3 separate regions of the Zea mays genome follow, and all the other regions are linked to region 3. The links are chromatin contacts, called in public Hi-C maps. All regions are on one chromosome and are shown on one strand. The core of a region is the stretch at or near the end of the contact, and the rest is flanking DNA. Distances in the headings are between cores, read along the strand shown.

Region 1 (2,700 bases), core at 43-2,542, 220 kb before region 3:
CCAAAGTCGCCGCACGCCTGGGTGTCCTCGAAAACTTGGTACGGCGTGCCGGTGCAGCCAGTCCCGGTGTAGAGCGTGGCCGTCTCGCCCCGGTAGTAGAACTCCTGCCCGGCGTAGAACGCAAGGTCGGTGCACCCGCACGACCCGACGATCGACGTATCCCCCGAGCACCCGGCCGCACTCCACGTCGTGAGGGAGCTCGGGGCACCCGACGCGTCCTTCGCCGCGACGCCTGCGACGGCCACCGCCATCAGGACGGCGACGACGACGACGGCCGTCGCTATTGCCGTGGGAATCGCTCTGCACTTTCTTCCGGCCATAGCTAGTAGTGTATGTGTGTGACGTGGAACCGGAGTGACTGCGGAGCACCTGTGATGTCTTGATTATTAGTTGGTAGTATTGCGCGGCATCCGACGCCGTCTTATATAATCTGCAGATTTGTAGGCGAGCTCCCACGCATCCATTTGAGGTGTACCGGCGTTTGTCATCGGCTAGTAGTTCGTAGTTCGGTGCCGCCGGGCGCCGGCTGTAATTAGTCCGAGCGGAGTTCCCAAGATGGTTGTCTGGTGCTCCCAGTCCCAGGTCCCAGCCGACGGTCGCCGGCAGAGCTGATCCAACTCTGGTTGCCAAGAAACAGACGGTCCACATGCATGCAAAAGGGTCGAAAAAACAAATCCAATCCAACCCATGCACTTGTTGCCGACGCTTTATTCCACTGCCCTCGGTTGGAGCCTCCTTTCGACACCGGTCCCAAAAGCCAAGATGCCCCCGCGCGGCCGCGCCGCGCGCCACGTACTCCTACCGCTACCGGCACGGCGCCGTCGCCTCCACCCCTGCCCTCCAGCTCCAGGCTCCAGCCTCTAACCACCAGCTCAGCTTTGCACGGCGCCTCACATGGGCTCGTACGCCTCGCCTCGTCAGCCGGACGCTCCGCAGCGACAGGTCGCCACTGGCTCACTAACGTAATCCACTAATCCCTCCACTAGCTAGCTTGCCTCAGCTCTTTTCTAATCGGCGGCCGTGGCGTCTGAGCCCTGAGTCAGCTACACGCCCTCGTGCGCTCCTCCCGCCACTCATCGGCGGAAAGCGCGCACGGCCACGGGCACCGGAACCTCAAAAGCGAGGGTGTGGTGATGCCATAACTAGGACCGCGCGCACATGCTGGCATGCATCCATGTCCAGGATATGCAACGACGCAAGGATCATCCCACATCCACATCCACATCCAAGCATGGCCGGCGTTGTCTTTTTGGTGCGTGTATATTAACCCGCGGGCCGTCGTTCTTGCGGCTATCCGCACACTGAATCACGAATCTCTCGAGCCGCAGTCCAGTCCATCCGGCTGCAGGCTCTCTGCTGATTCTGAGTACGTTGGCGTTCCAGGCGATAGCTAGCTTAGCTTGGCTTGGCACAGTCGATCGTCTCCGATGGCGGCGGACATGCAGATTGTCCTGGCCGCGGGGAGGAAGATCGAGGCGCAGTATGTGGAGATGAAGGTGCCGCTCTACTCCTACGGCTGCGAGAAGAAGATCAAGAAGGCACTGTCACATCTCAAAGGTGCTTAGACGATCGATCTTAATCTGTGTGTGTGTATCGTCAAGTGAAAATCAGGCTAACATCCTGCTTCTCGGACATGTTTGTGCTGCATTGCAGGTATACATTCGGTTCAGGCAGACTACCACGAGCAGAAGGTGACCGTGTGGGGGATCTGCGACCGCGACGACGTGCTCGCTGCCGTCCGGAAGAAGCGCCGAGCCGCGCGGTTCTGGGATGATGATGGCGGCGAACTGGGTCCACGCGAGCGTGCGCCGACGCCCGGCCGAGAAGCTCCCAAGCAGTACCTGGCAGCCTTCGCCGCGTACAGGTGGAGGAAGTCGTGGAAGAAGCTTTTCCCGCTGATCCGCCTCTGAAGCTCACCGTGTGTGCTTAAGCTTATTGGCTTCTAGCTTCTCCACAAGTGAGCAGTGTGTGTGCCTGCGTCTTGACGACGTCTCAGGAACCGGAAAAAGGGGTTGGAACATGGAACTTAAGTTCTAACAGTAGCCCGTGCTTCTTGGTAGCAAATAAACATGCTTCGTTACCGAAGCCTTTTGGTAGGGCTTTGCCTTGTCTAGGGGGCGTTTGGTTGCCTTCTCCGGTGGTGCAGCTGCATCTACACATGCAAAAAGTAGTGTTTGTTTGGTTCGTTGTATCGCACGAGACAGGCTAGCACGGAACTTAAAGCGCCGCGAGCCAGGCCCGGCAGAAACGCATCGCGCGGCCGCACGCGCGCCGCCAGGCTCCGCTCAGCCAGCTCTTTACTCGTGCACGCATATCGAGACACGTTTTTAATTGGTTTTTTCATTATATCGTCTAATTAAAAGATTTAATCACCGAACCGATTTCATATCCGCGTTCCTGACATTTTTGCGAACGAAACTAGACCACTCATACTATATATATTTCAAATAAAAAAATTACGTGATTAAGATTAATATATAATTAGTGTATATTAACATGTAATTAGTATCTATTAAGCAATTTACCATATAATTAGTGTCTATTAATAGATTTTTTAATTTATTTAACAATTTTTTAACTCATGCACCATGTACTCATGCAAGCAACCAAACAACATCTCTTGTGAACCAGACTGGCCACATACACACAACCAAACACGCTATACTGCATGCACTCAGCCAGTCCAGTCTGAGCCAGGCT
Region 2 (2,700 bases), core at 136-2,635, 200 kb after region 3:
CGTATCCGTCACTTATCCGCCCGGATAAATATCCGGTCCCTGTATCCGTATCCGTCCCGTTTCTAACTATCCGTATCCGATCCCGAATCCGTTTTAAATACATTAGGGTAGGATACAGGATGAGCTAATATCCGTCCGTATCCGCCCGTTTTCACCCCTAACCACACCGGGACCTGCTCGCCGGTGCTACAGAACATTAGACGGAAATCGAAATACAGGTGTCGGTAGTGCTGGACCCGCAATCCGGACCCAGATGTCATGGGGCTTCCCACTGGAGGGTTACATCGTTGGTGTTTTTTTTTATTTGGAGCAATTTGGCCCGGAACATTCGGAATCGTTGGCTCACACGTATCGCACGGGTCCGTCGTCTGTTCGTGCAGGGATTTTCTCTGTCCACTCATCGTTGGTGGGTTAAGAGTGTGTACAAGTCTTACGGCGAGAGGCCGGGAAACAGGAAATTTCCAAGTCACCAGCGAGTATGAACCAAGAAAGCATGGAATTGTAGCCTGGTGTGCGTAGAATTTGATCACGGCGGTGTCTCCGTCCCACAAGCGTTGAGTGTACACAATGGCTTTCCCACTCTATCAGGATAGGTCACGGAGTAAGTATTGTTTTTTTAGTGTGATACTCCATACTGTATGCACGTATATGAATATGATATGAAGTGGTGTGGACACACTCGGGGCTAAGGAAAAAAAGAGAATCAGGGTTCTAGACACCAGAAAAGGTGGGTACGTGGTTGTTGGGTGGATATTCCGGTTTCCTAACTAATTCCCAACGCACCACCCCCCCAAGCAAGAAACCTTTTACTTACACATACGCATACGCACCGCTAAAACGTTTCTCGATCTGCCGAAACTACCCTCCCCAGCTTCCCCCATCCCTCCACGCACTGACAGATCACGTAATCCGTCAGGGGTATCTTGGTCGTTTAATGCTGGCCAGGACTACTAACCGTGTGGCCCGGTGTGTACCAAAGTTCCCAAAAAAAGCGACATTTGCGGAATCCAGCGCCTAGTTTTACGAAATCGCAGGTGGCCTAGCGTGTCGTGATCGGTTTCCGTGGATCGGCTCGAAATGCGTCGAAACTGAGGGGCGGTTCCCGCAAAACCGGTAGTGGCGGCGGCCACCGGCAGGCGTCGCGTCGGCGGGTGAAAGGCGCCAGGCCACGCCACCCGGGAGCCAGCCAGCCCCCAGGTCGTCCCGACGCCTCCTCGCAGCGGGAAGGAGCGCGACGGCGTCATCGCGGGCGAAGTTGCGTGACGTGACGCGATCACGCGACGGCGCCCGGTCTCGGTCTCAGCTGGTAACCCGCGCTGCCCGTTTCCATTCCTTCACACTGCCCGGCCTGCCCATCACGGATTCACCCTGCAGCCCCCGCCCTCGCATTAAAATCTACTATAGTACCAAAGCGAGCCGGGGCCCCGCCACAACGCCTCCCGATAAACACCACCATCGATTCCCCGCCACCGGCTGGCTGGCCCACGCCGTCAGCGGGAGTGCCGCCGAATCGGTGTCGGATCCCAAACGCCGGTCTCACTTTTATAAACGTAACCGCAGCAGCGGAGATGGGGGAGGGGTGGCGGTTTTATTATCGGAGAAGCAAATTGAATTGAATGGCACCGGCTCCCATTAGCTGGACCCGTAGCTGTTGTTGTAGCCATAGCATTTGGAGGTAGCCATAGCCCATAGCATTCCATTCCTCCCTCCCTCCCTCCCTCCTCGGTAGATTCGTCTCGTCACCTTCCTCCTCCTCCTCTCTTTCTGCTCTCCCTGCCCCGACCTGCCCCGCCCTGCATGGAGCCAGGCGCGCCGTGGCGCGATCCGCGCCAGGGTTACTCCTACGGGGTCGGATCGGCGATGCAGCTCCAGCTCCAGCTGCAGCAGCGGGCCGACGCGGCAGCCGGTGGAGGAGTGCTCAAGAGGAGCCTCGGCGAGCTGGAGAGGTGGCAGCACCACCAGCAGCAGCAGGTGGCCGCGCAACAGGCGCTGTACCTGCGCGCCGTGAGGCAGCGCACGGCTGCGGCGGTCGATATCGCCGCCTTGCTGGGAGGCACCCCGGCTCAGCCTCTGGTTCTACCCGGGTCCAGCTTTGGAGGGGGCCTAGCGTCGCCTTCGTCGACGCTCTCGTCGTCGCTCACCACCGCGTCCAGGGCGGCGGTGCCGCTGATGCAGCCGCAGCTGCAGCGGCAGGTGCCGCTCACGACGTCCTCACCGCAGACGCAGCCCTTCGGGCTGTCGACGGCGCCGCTGCCTCAGCCGTCGGTTTCGAGCGAGCTGTTCATTTTGCAGGAGCTCGAGAAGCAGCTGCTGGACGACGACGACGACGACGAGCCGGTTGCGGCGATGAGCGGCACCGGTTCCGCCGTCACCAACTCCGAGTGGGAGGAGACGATACAGCAGCTCAGCTCCATCGCGGCCGCGCCGTCGCCCGGGCTCCCTGCAGCGGCGACCCCAAACAACAACAATAATAACGTCGGGATGACGAGGTCACCGTCAAACTCCTCCACGGCGTCCTCGTCCGCGTCCTGCTCGCCGCCGACCCCCGGGGCCGCGTCGAGGCAGCTATTGTCTGAAGCCGCGGTCGCTATCGCGGATGGCCATCACGAAGCGGCGGCCGCCCATCTGGCCGCCCTGAAGCGCGCGGCTAACCAGCACGGCGATGCGGAACAGCGGCTGATTGCCATGATGGTGGCCGCC
Region 3 (2,700 bases), core at 3-2,502:
TTTCAAATATTAACGAAAGGAATATCATGTTTTCTGGAGCGTTGGGATCGGCAAGCAGAGCTGTCAAGTTCAGCACCGTACATGCACAAAACATTAACATCCATTTCACCAAAAGGAAATTGAAAAGATAAAAAATATTTGGCCCGCGCGGCACATGCCATTCAAGTTGTCATTTCTATATGTTTATTGGTTTTACATAAATATTTCTTTAGACAACATGAAAACCTCGAGAAAGGCATTCACAATATTACAGTATCTTTTGGTGGGTGTAACGTCATCAAAGGGAAAGAAAAAGACAGTGCGACATAGAATTTCGTGCGTTCATAGTGCGAGGTGGATGGTCCCGCCGTACATTTTGGTATCTCCATACAGTTTTGGTTTTTAATAAATAAAAGACATAAAAATATATTTTAACTTCTAGTTTGTTTTCAGTTATGTTGCTAGTTGACGACCATTACTGTTGATTCGTGGAGATATAGAACATTCGTAGAACAAACGAGCCCTTCCATTAGGGCAAGTTCAATCTATAGCATCCTGATAGTTTTTTCAAGTAGAAGAGACAACTTAAAAATTATATACTACAAATGAGTCACACTATAAATATAGTTAAGAGACGATATATATGAAAATTTGTATAGAAACCGAGACTATTCGTGAAGAACTTGTCTCTTGTATTATTTTTCATTTAGCCCTTTAGATACCCCTCAAAAGATAGGTATTAAATAGGGTTGTACGTGCGCTTATGGGGATGACACTTGTCGCAGACGTTCATGGCAGCAGCATGAGTCGGTGCTCACCACCCCTCCCCTCTACTTTTTTTACCTCCCCGCACACCCACGTTTCCCAATAGTGTGTAGCCATGGCCATTCGATCTTCGCCACTACCAATGGAAACCCCCTTGGCACCTCTGCAACTGTAGTGACGGGTGCACTCGCCTTGTAACCTTCCACCCCGGCTCTTCTTCTATCTAGGGTTGTAAATGGACGGAAAAAATCCCGTCCCGACCCGACCCATTTTCTACATTCAATCCGCCCATTTCTAGATTTCCGGAAAAATGCGGGTTCGGGACGGGTTACGGGTTAGGAGTCAGCGGGATCGGGACGGAAACGGGAAAGGCTATTTTCCGTTCGGATTATCGGGATCCCGTATTTGATCGGGATATTTCCGGATTAAACCCGGATTTAACCCGAGGATTAAGGCCCACCACCACTCACTCGTCGGGCCCAAAGCGGCCAAGCCCACCACTCCACGTCCAGTTCTCCACACACACGTGAACGCTAACCCTAAGCCCATTCCCTCGGTGGCTGCCTGGCTGGACGCCTGGACACCTCCAATCCCCAGACCCCATGCTTCACCGCTTCAGCCCCGCCGGCGCCGAGCGGCCGACTCGCCGACGGCCGACTCCAATCCCCAGGCTTCAGCCCCGCCGAGCGGCCGACTCGTCGACGGCCAACTCGCACGTGCTTCCGCCGGCAGCCTGGCACAGCAAGCAGGAAGCAGCAAGCAAGAATCAGCGGTCGGTCGGGCGTACGACAGCAAGCAGGAAGCAGCACAGGCGTCTCCATCCTACAGGTAATTACTAATACGTACTAGTACTAGCAGCAAGGTATTTGGTTCCTGCTTCCTGCTTGCTAGGTACTACGTACTAGTACTAGCAGCAAGCTATTTAGCGCTTGGCGTTGCTGCTTCTTGCAGTCAGATTCTAAAAGTGTTATTTCAATTGTGGCTGAACTAAAACCCTCAGAGACAAATCCTCTATCCCCTAATGCGAGCCACTTGATGGATGATGAGGTAATTTGTTGCTACCTTGCTAGAAGCCTAGAACTTATTGATTGCTGCTACATTGTTGCTTGCTACCTTACTGTCAATGTCATGTTCCTACTTTCTTTGCTGCTTGATGCTTTTCAGCCCACAAGCATACATGCTTGCTTGCTGCTAGTGCTTTTGCTTCCTGCTTGCTGGCTTGCTGCAGCCCCATACATACATTTCTTGTTGCAGGTTGCTTGCTACTTGATGCTTCCTGCGAGGCTGCTACCTATCATTTGCAAATACTTATACATATGTATTCTAAAATGTAGGAACATGACCGGGATAGTGATTCCTAATTCATGAATGAAGATGGCGAGCTGTGAAGAAATCTTACAAATGTGTGTTTGATGTCATGAAGACATTGAAGAATGAAGACCTTATATTGTGTCCATATGTGTGTGTCGGTGTGTGAGTGTGACTATAAGTCTATTACTCTATTAATTGTTATTGTGTATGGACTGAATTTATGTGGGCAGAGTGAGTGTAAGTTTACTTGTTGGATACTTGGATTTGGAATTGTGTTATGTGCTCATGTACTATTGTGGACTTATTTTCATGTTGTTCAATGGCTATGTGGTCAACTGGTCATGTAATCATGTGGTGATGTGGACTTATTTTCCGGTTAATTTTTCCGTTGAGGTAATTTCCGTTCGTTTTCGGTTAATTTTCGGCCGTTTTGGTTCGTTTCCGTAAACCGGTATAACCCGGACCCGTTTCCGCCCGTGGTTGTTCCGCTCCCGCTCCCATTTCCGATGAAGAATTGCGGGAGCGGAAACGGGAGAAGAGTTTTTCCGTCCGTTTCCGTCCGTTTTCATCGCTAGTTCTATCGGTGACGAGGTCGACAGACCAGGAGGCCGGGTCACGTGGCCTCTATGGGTCGTTGCTATAGGC

Evidence for each region. Hi-C and Micro-C count contacts between places; a contact is called where the count stands out from the background.
Region 1: a Hi-C map of ear shows a contact between it and region 3, with 2.7 times the contacts expected there. The contact joins the promoter of LOC100285078 here to the promoter of LOC100276647 in region 3. A contact is called at or near these places in 2 of 25 Hi-C or Micro-C datasets (ear and tassel).
Region 2: a contact with region 3 is called in a Hi-C map of bundle sheath, with 1.7 times the contacts expected there. The contact joins the promoter of LOC103646038 here to the promoter of LOC100276647 in region 3. A contact is called at or near these places in 2 of 25 Hi-C or Micro-C datasets (bundle sheath and endosperm).

The regions. Positions count from the first base shown.
Region 1 is chr2:15,552,513-15,555,212 of Zm-B73-REFERENCE-NAM-5.0, forward strand. It overlaps LOC100285078, which reads left to right and starts at 1,293. Exons shown (of 2, transcript NM_001157973.1): 1 at 1,293-1,557; 2 at 1,654-2,094. The coding sequence starts at 1,491. The coding sequence ends at 1,910.
Region 2 is chr2:15,972,355-15,975,054 of Zm-B73-REFERENCE-NAM-5.0, forward strand. LOC103646038 (scarecrow-like protein 8) reads left to right here and starts at 1,386. Exons shown (of 1, transcript XM_008670776.4): 1 at 1,386-2,700. The coding sequence starts at 1,798.
Region 3 is chr2:15,768,642-15,771,341 of Zm-B73-REFERENCE-NAM-5.0, forward strand. LOC100276647 reads left to right here and starts at 1,253. Exons shown (of 3, transcript NM_001150384.2): 1 at 1,253-1,572; 2 at 1,745-1,791; 3 at 2,079-2,421. The coding sequence starts at 1,347. The coding sequence ends at 2,105.